Linked DNA regions of Capsicum annuum: region 2 is linked to region 1. Evidence: chromatin contacts called from public Hi-C data. All regions are on one chromosome and are shown on one strand. The core of a region is the stretch at or near the end of the contact, and the rest is flanking DNA. Distances in the headings are between cores, read along the strand shown.

What was found. A called contact is a pair of places that touch in the nucleus more often than the background predicts.
Region 2: a contact with region 1 is called in a Hi-C map of leaf, with 3 times the contacts expected there. The contact joins two enhancer-like sites. A contact is called at or near these places in 3 of 5 Hi-C or Micro-C datasets (leaf and placenta).

The regions. Positions count from the first base shown.
Region 1 is chr1:164,253,811-164,258,748 of UCD10Xv1.1, reverse strand. It overlaps LOC107841055 (mitogen-activated protein kinase kinase kinase NPK1), which reads right to left. Exons shown (of 17, transcript XM_016685066.2): 17 at 3,327-3,847. The coding sequence ends at 3,756. Among protein-coding and RNA genes, the nearest start is that of LOC107841055, 9.8 kb to the right of the region's middle. Within about 2 kb of position 2,353, at least 2 of the 5 cell types and tissues checked have an H3K27ac peak or open chromatin away from gene starts, as enhancers often do. A contact at or near this core is called in leaf, where this site is marked.
Region 2 is chr1:164,652,300-164,657,237 of UCD10Xv1.1, reverse strand. No RefSeq gene overlaps it. Among protein-coding and RNA genes, the nearest start is that of LOC107856850, 200 kb to the right of the region's middle. Within about 2 kb of position 2,642, at least 3 of the 5 cell types and tissues checked have an H3K27ac peak or open chromatin away from gene starts, as enhancers often do. A contact at or near this core is called in leaf, where this site is marked.

The DNA of each region.
Region 1 (4,938 bases), core at 1,104-3,603:
GATATATTTGGCTCTTTTTCGCTTATAAATCAGTTACTTAGATTAATTAGGACCTCTAGTTAATTAAATTAGGGTCATATTTGGATCGGCTATTGAAAGGTAAGAATATATGTGAGCTAAACTATCAGCGAATGGAATATTTAATTTCCTCAATTTCAAATATTTAAGGATATATTATATTTGACCTTTTTTCTTATTAAGTTAATAAAAATATATTTCTAATAATTTAAAATTTTTCATAGTTGTATAACATAACATGACATAGAGCAGGCAGAAGAGGTCATGAATTATAATAATTTCATTATCACTCATTTGGTGTAGTGGACTCATAAACAGAATCACTTATACGTGAAAGGACGTGCGGATACATAATCAAATAATATAAATAAAAAAATGCATAACATTAATCAATGAACCTCAAGTCCTAATCAATTAGTTGTTCCCTGAATAAATCTTATGAATAATTGCTTTCACAATTTCCAATCATCATGTAGCAATATAAGAAACAAACACGATATTAAACCAATGAATTTGTATCCACTAACTAGTGTGTATACTTATCCAATATTAGGTTTCAACTTTCTTGGAGCCACACAGCACGTTTTCTTTTTTGGGGTACCTTTTGTCATATTTTGTGAAGTATAGGACAAATAGGTTTTGAATTTATTGAATTTGGAATAATTGGGAGCAGACCATTTTTTTTTTTGTTTTAAAAAATAAATAAAAGTTGAGTAATAATACCATTTGTTGGTGAAAAGGGTGTGAAAGGAAGTAGATGAAAATCAAATTACACCTGATAATAGCTTAAAACTACACCATCAAACATTATGATGGGATAGATATAAAATCTTATTATTTTTAATTAGAGATTTCAATTTGAAAACTAAAAGTGAAAAAAAAAAATCCTAATAGCCAAGACTTTCTTTTAATTTACCTTATATGTTGTGAATTCGGATGAATTTAAGTCTCCAAATAAAGTATTGAATACAAATTGAAAAAATAAAAAAAATGAATCATGAAACGACTAAAAAATAATTTAAACAAACAAAAAAAGAAATACTACTCCTTTCATCTCAATTTATGTAGCACACTTACCTTTTAAGTTCATCCCAAAAAAAAGATCACGTTAATATAATTTGAAATATTTTAGCGTTAAAATTTTTTTTAACAAAATAATTTATAGCCACATAAATATTAAAGAATTATTTTAGATCATAAATTTTATAAATCTTTCATCTTTTTGAAATATTATGTCAAGTAAAGGATTAAGGATAGAGGACGTAAAAGATTTGAGTAGTATCTTAGTGGTACTTGCAACTTCACACAACATCAAGGTTTCAATCCTATCAAAGTTCCTCTACTGTTCACTGCCAACTTTTACATCAGAAAATAAAAACGAAGAAAGAAAAATTTACCACCTAAAGTGCAAACAACAAAATCTTTAGAATTGCGACATGGAATAAAGTTCAATTAAATCTCTTTTATTGAAAAATTCTATTACAAATAATTAGAAAAAAATAAATATTTTATTATTATCATTATGAATAAGCTATTGAGTTCCCTTTGGCCTTGACCCCATCAAAGAAAAATTAATATGGTATTCAGTATCAAATGTGACATTATAATATATTTTTAAATTTTCTTATATAAATTTCGGTTTCCGTCATTATATTCGTCGTGAACTTTCACGGTGATTTCATTTGATCTCTTAAGATATTTTTCCTGACCTCCTCAAATCTAGGTCTCTCTCTCTCTCTTTTTTTTTTTAAAAAAAAAGAGTTATTTATATTTGCAAAAGATGTAAAAGACATTACCAACTCATCCATTTCAAAAATCTTTTATGTCCACTTTAATCATTAGTTTTCTCCTCAAATCTTTCACAAAATCTAACACTCAGCTACTTCATTCAAACATTCAAACAAAGCTATACACAAAAACAAATTTTTTTGTGCGTGCATGTACCACAATCTTAAAGCTAAAGAAAAGATCTGGAAAAAAAATAGAGTCAACAACCTAATCTTTCTTTTTCTCAATCAAATATATTTTACTATGATAGATTTTTTCTGTCTGGAAACATACGGAATATTGGTTGTTGATTCATCGCTTTGATGGGAAAAATAATTGCCAAGACATGTTAAATCATGTTTTGGTGACTTGGACAAAAACATGGGTCGGTGCTTCATGTAAATTTAAATCATTCTTGTCCAAACTCTATGCTTTCTTTGACTTCAATGAAGAAATTAACTATTTTGCCGCCAAATTTTCCAATATTTGAATTTTGAAATATTCCTGCTTATTTAATTTAAGGTGGTTTGGCGCAGGGATAAGGTGGAATATCCGGTATTAAGGGTTGGGATTAAGATTATACTTTGTTTGGTTGAACTTATCTTCAATCAAATAAAGTTTAGATATCCTGCCTTATCCCATCCAACTTGTTACTAATAACATTGTCCGCGAGCCAAACAATTGGTCTGATAAAGCAAATAGGACCTCCGTTACGAAAGAATAGCAAAGTTTTGAGAGTATGAGTAACACATCCAATTTTAAATGTGAAAGATGTTGATTCTTTTAAAAAGATTTAACATAATCACAGTCTGCAAAAAGTTCAATAAGAAAGAAGTTTTATAGTAAGAATTTTTAGGAAGTGCTCGAAAATAAGTGCCTATTTTCTTGGACAGTGGGAGTAACATATTCTTTTGACAATTCTATGGTTGATTTTTCATAGTCACTCGGCTGGTAATTATTATTTCAGTCTTTATTTTTTATTTCAATTTTCTTCAACAAAAAAAGTGATTTTTAGAGATAATAACACTATTAGTTGAGTAACAATTTGAGTAATCAACTCGATAATTCCTTAGTGGTTCCTGCCATAAGTATAATTCCACAGGTTGTTACAAACCTGTAATAAGTAAAATTCTAACATTCTGCTCAACTTTAGTATCTTTAAAAGATCTACTGAACTTTAGTATCTTTAAAAGATCTACTGAACATCTAAATCTTGACCATGTTACCGATTTGAAATTTCTTCAGGTCTAGTACCATGGTCTTTATTATACTGTATTGTTCTGCCATTATCAATTGCCACAATGTATACACGTCAACACCTTGTATAACATAAACTGCTTTCCAAAATGCATTTCTGTCACACAAGATCTGACTTAGTCAAGATGTTAATGATCATGTTTTACTACTGTACGATGTTTAGTTTCATATGCTTTCACATCCTTTAAGTTTACGAACATCTCGCATAGTCAGACAATAATACTATCAACATGGGAATTCATAGATACAGAAGGTGCTTAGGACCAGCAGTTGACATTTAATGATTCACTGTAAATAAAGGTAAAATACATTAATAGATCACATTTTACAAATAGTTCAACAGATGAGAACTCAAATTTACTCTGTATTGGCAAATACCATGAGATAACAGCTTATGTAGGTGAAAAAAGCCTGCAGCTTTCGTTTTCTTACAATGCCCTCTAGGAGAGAAATCAAATGTACACAACAAATTATTTATATTTTATCACAAGATTTGGAGATATATCCTGCAGCAACAGCTCGCTCAACCTGACAAGCGCTGATACTCCTGTAGTAACAGCTCACTTCGTCATTGATGAGAACCTCTAATCCTCCAAGAAAACCACACATTCATCTACCTTGCCAAGACATCTAAGTGTCTCTTCTGTGATTGCAGGATCACTAATTATATTCTCCAAACTGACTTTAATTTAGAGACACGGGTACATAATTATTTATCTCCCAGGAGATGCAAACCTTGATTTACTTCTACATCGATTTAAAATTGGATCTGTTGGTGGCGATAAATTGACCGCCTGACGCATCTCTGCAGTACAAAGAATTTCAGCATCACAAATACGTATTAATCAATCAATCAAGAGGTAACTCAAACGCCTTTTAACAATAGTAACATAGACTTCCAGGAAATACTAATGGAAGATTGGAAAGAATTTGACGATCAAATTATTGTCATCAATAAAAGCAGTTGCAGAAAAATTGTTTTAAGTCTATCACTTCATACCATACAAGAACTGGGGCGACAAGTGAAACAAGATGATATTCACTTTAAGAATAATGGCAATGTCACATTACTCCCGTGATCCATTTCAATTGACATTGGTTCAACTTTCAGGAAGTTTAAACGAAAACAAATTGACCTGGGCTCAACTTTCAGAGAGTTTATTTAAAAACAATGGAATGGATTATCATACTGAGTTTGTTATGAACAACTTTAAGTAGCATGGGACGTCAAAAAGTAAATTAGTTAGTTGAAAAAATGTCCCATCAAAATTTGAAACAATATAGTGGTAAATTTAAATAAGTTTAAGTTTGGGCAAATTTTGCCATTGTGGAAATGAATTCATATATTACATGCAACTAAAATCCAATAAAATGGCATAAGAGGAGTTGTGAAACATTGAGACACTGATGACAAGGCAGTTATCAATCACATAAACTACAAGTTACAGATAGCCTAACAATCTTTTCCATCAGTATGGACCAACAGCGGGAATTTTTGGGTAAGACACAAGGAAAAGAAGCTAAGATGACTGCCATAACTTTTCGAATTAGAACCAAGCTCATTCAACATAAGCCTACCAAAAAAAAATTTAAAGATACATATTATCAAAAGCTATGTTGCTCGGACTCAAGTGAGGTTATTTGATACGGGTGGAAGTCTAGAGGTAAGAGATTCTGCATCACATAAATTTTTGGATTCGGGAGTATGGATCCTAGTGCGGATACGGGTATCACGATACTGCTAATACATATATAAAAATGGTATATATGACAATTAGTTATTTAAGATTGTTGAAAAATAACTTGTAAATTGATTACAAGGTGATCTGAATCCATAATTGTTAATTAAGTTAAATGAGAAATGATTGTTACATAATTATAAATTAATAAAAGAGT
Region 2 (4,938 bases), core at 1,393-3,892, 400 kb before region 1:
AGATATTGTCTTTCATTATTTCTTCACTAATCCAACGCATTGATCCTTGCTCTGCGATCCTCTATCGGCTGTCGAAGATAATACTTAAGCTCTTCCCGATAACTTGATCCGTGTGTTGACGCCGCAACCCTGTCCCAAATATTTAAATCAAAAAAAGTAATCAGAAAAATCACGATGTGCTTGCCTTTTAGAAGATGATGGCTCCTCGGGAGCTTGAGGAGTGACAGTTGGAGTGATATTTATCGGTACGACTACATCAAGTAAATCGACATAATGGTTATATAATGTTTCCATGTAACTGTTCGCATCACTCATAGCCGTAACCAAAAAAGGTTCTTCTTCAGGCTCTATCTCTAAAGCAATATAAATAATACAACTAAATTCGGACATAGTATTATATTTCATACATGGATTTAGTATAGCACCAACTAAGTAAATTGGGGAAAACGGATAAAAATCTTTTTTAAATTTAGAAAACGCAGCACTAACAGCTTCTTTGTAACCTTCTCTATTGTTATATTCTTTAAGCAAACAAGAAATGTCAGCTAAATAAGCTAAAATATTACAAACAGTAGGATTATAAGCACCAGAAAATTCAACCGTAGCTATATAATTTTTTTTCAAAAACTGAACAAGATCAGCAATTGCAGCCAAATCAGAATCATGTATCATACACTCTAAAAAAGAACCAGAATATTGATTAAAAGTCATTGTAATAGAAACTTTATAAGCAAGACATGTTTTTAAATAAGTATAAGTAGCATTCAATCTAGTATCACATTCTTCAGGCATAAATATTGGTCTAAGTTCATTTTATTCACATTTAGCTTTAAATTCTCTCACTCTAAATTTTCAATTATTTTATTGAATAAAGTCAATAGCAAGCCGGACCTTTTTCAATATAAAGCTCAAAAAATTCAAGACCATCTCTTACAATTAAATTATATATATGATAAGCACACTTAATATGAAATATTTCAAGTAACGACGAAGAAAGATTAACTTTTAACTTGTCAATAGCAGTCTTGTTGTTAGATGCATTATCAAAAGCAATACATGAAATTTTTCTTTCAATACCATAATATTCTGCAACTTTAGTAATAGATTCTGAAATAAATTTTTCAGTATGTCTACCGATCATCATTATACAAAAAAAATAGAATAAGTTTTTGCATAACAAAATTACTATTTATCCAGTGACAAGTAATTGCTAAATTATTATTTTTATTAACAGCACGACCAAGATCAGAAGTTAGAGCAATTCTACATAAAATATTTTTTTAATAATGTAGATAAATAATAAACATATTGTGCATGGAGTCAAAAAATATCAGTCCGACAAGTAATTCTAGGAATACCATTAAACATAGAATTATAAATTGCTTGAATATAATGAATAAAAGCATTCGAAGAAGCAAAAATGAAAGGTAAACAACCCATAGCTATTATTTTCACTATTTCTTCCTGGTCCTTCATTTTATTATAATTCTTAATTAATTGATTGGTTGTTGGGTTCAATCTAGTTTGTGCTGGCCCACCAACAGCTTCACCACCTTGTGCAAAACTCTCTAGCGTGTCTATCTCTTAAATGTCTCATTAACGAACCCGTACCCCCTTTATCGCCTCCGATTTTATACTCATATACAATTTCACAAATATTGCATTGCACCTTACTTTCTCTTTCTATTTTCAAAAAAAAATTTCATGTAATACTGGTTCTTCTACGATGTTTTGGGGCACGAGGAGGATGGGGAAGAAGATTAACCGATTCAGATCTAACATTAGCATTTCCTACTGTAGGTGTTTTACCAATATTTTCATCATCTACATCTAAATTAACTGCATCTACTTCATTTTCTTCTTCTATACCATAATTTTTTTAAGCTACTGCATAATTTATATCGTGAGCACCTACACCTATTTCTTCCTCAAAAGGTTGACTAACTGATACCGAAGGCACACAGGTATATTTAGTACTTGAACTATCTCTATCGAAACCGTCACCAATTTATTTTTTACTACACTACCACTTTCGAGATAAATTTTTTTGGCACTTTTACCAATGTTTCTTAATTTATTCATATTATAAATCAAACTGAAAACTATTCAAAATACACCAAAAATAATAAAAATAAATACTCAACAATTAATACACTAATTAAAAATTAAAAGTAAGAGATGGAACGACAATATCAAATTTTGAAAGTATCCGAAAGTTGCAACTTTAGAAAACTTTCACTTGATATTTGTAATCGCAAAATTAAAAAATAAAATTGAGCACTTTAGGAGATAATTAGAATATTTGAGAGAGATTGAGATTTTCGTAATGATTTGAAATTGTAGGGTATTTATAGAAATTTTTTTGAATTAATTTTTTTAAATAAAATATGCCAAAAATGCCAATTGGCCGTTAGGGCTCCAAACGGCTATAATGTCATTAGGCCTTAACGGTCCAATTGACAGTTGGGGTCCAAACGGCTAAATGCCAATTATTTTTTCAAAAAATTTATGTTACCGGGCCGAGCCAGATAACCAGTGGGCCTGGTCCGAGTTTGAAACTGGGCCGGTCCACCAAGCCCGTCAACGTAGACGGCTCAACCCAGGACCAGTAACCCAGTAGCCCAGAGGCCCATCCGGTCAGGTTGAACTGGGCCGGGCTTACCGGACCGGAACGGGTCTGCCCGACCCAGTTGGCAGGTTTAAGTACGATAAGGAAAGGTGGCTTGAAGATTCGTCGCAACAACGATGGTAGAGACTGTGGTTGCCTCTCTTGAGTTAACGATATTGAAAGCGTCTTCTCATAAAGAATAAGAGTAACGGTTCGTCACTCCAATGACATGACACAAGAGTCAAACAAGAGACAAATTTGTTAGAATGCTTAACTATGCGGATAAACTAGTACGGAATTGTGCAATGCAGGAATATTAGTTGGCTGATTAACATGTCAACCATGTGGCTTACCGGCATAGATTTAAGTCCTTTAGGGCCTTTGCATCGCCAAGAAATAATACTATAACCTATAAATAGTTGCTCTTTCTTTCTTGTAAAGACATCAAATCACTCGCTCTTGCTCAATACAACAGTTTTACTTGGTCTCCAAATTTTCCTGTTCTTTACTCTTTATCTAGATAATCTACATCTGTGGACAATTGCTTGAATAGCGGATTAGATCTTGAGGCGCCAATAATTGTATCGGACTCGCCTAAATTTGTTTGATTTACTTTGTTTATTTCATTTATAATATACTTGGTTGATTTCTTTACCACCTAGCTAGTAATCAAACTTCTAGTAAATTAGACTTAAAATAAAATAAAATAAAATTAAAATACGTATTTTTGACTCACCTACAAATTCGATTGTATCAAATCCACAATAAACACCATGATACATATGCTAGAAACAAATTTTAATAAACTCCGTTAGATATTTAAGCAGAGAAGGATAACGAAATGAGACATTATTTATCCCTCTCGTAAATTGGAAACAGTAAATTATAGAAGAAAAAACTAAAATCATAATTGAAACATTTTTACATAATTCGACAGTGCAAACAAACTACTATACATTGGGAAAAAAAAAATTGAACAAAATAAGTTCTTTTTCTCTCTTACAATTTAAATAACTAGAAGTAAATGATCTTTATATATCTTTTATATATAAAAATAAAGTTCTTTTATATATAAAAATATAGATGTTTTATAAAAAAAATATATAAATAGACGAACCGTATAAAGACGTCTCTCAAAATTGGACATTCCACATTCCTAAATAAAAGACGTGTTAATAGACTAGTGTGCTCCTTTGTTAACTTTTTCTTGTCCATGATAGATTTTACACTTGGTTAACTTTTTCTTGTCCATGATACAGATTTTACACTTCCTTTAACAGTTAACAAATGAACTAGTATATAATTTACTATAATATCCACAGTGTATATTAATTGTTATATAGTCTTAATGAACTTAGAAAATAATTTTGGAAATGACTATAGTTAATGTTAAAAGTAAAATTAAGAAAAAAAAATTTATCTTTCTTTATACATGTTAGAGTGGACAAGCAAAAAATAATAATTTATTTTTAGTAGAATGATCAGTTAACAACATGTTTGGATGACTGTTACCTATAGTGTTGTATTGTGTTATTAGTATGAATAGAATGTTTTTCTTGATTGTTATTTAAATTTTACTGCATCACGTTGTTAAATTCATTATTAGATAACAACAAAAAGTCTCATTTTATATAACAGTCAAGTTGGTGTGATCATGTCATCATTTTTTTCTTCTTCTTATTTTATCTTTTCTTATTGTTTATTAAATTTTATTTTAACCCTTAATTACCCGATCTTTTTATAGTAATTGTGCCTCGTTCTCTATTTTTCTTGTAGGTTTATTCGTAAATTATTGATATGTAACATTATGTAATAATGAAAATAATAGTAAATATTGAATTTATTAAAACAATATAGTATGATCTCATGATATAGTACAACACAATTACATTATGAAATAGAATGGAAATAAAATAGAACGTCTTTGACAAGAGGTGAAGGAACATTATGAAATAGAATGGAAATAAAATAGAACGTCTTTGACAAGAGGTGAAGGAATCAAGTACTCCCTCATCTTAAATTTTAGTACATATAACATGGTTGACAACCCAAATTAGCAAAGTCCTTATTGGAAGTTGATCTGCAAATTGATATGTATCCAAATGTGTCTTGGAACTTGATCTGCAGCTTGATATGTATCCAAATATGTCAATTTCCTCGTACAAATTCATAAGCCACAAACATGATATTATTCTCATTATCTCTTACTTTCACTAGATATAGTACCCTTATTCCTTCATTTGAATAAGAATTTAAGTTTTTTTGCATTGTTAGTGTACAAATATTCTACACTATCAGGTAAACTTGATTTGTTATTGCAGGTTACCTAA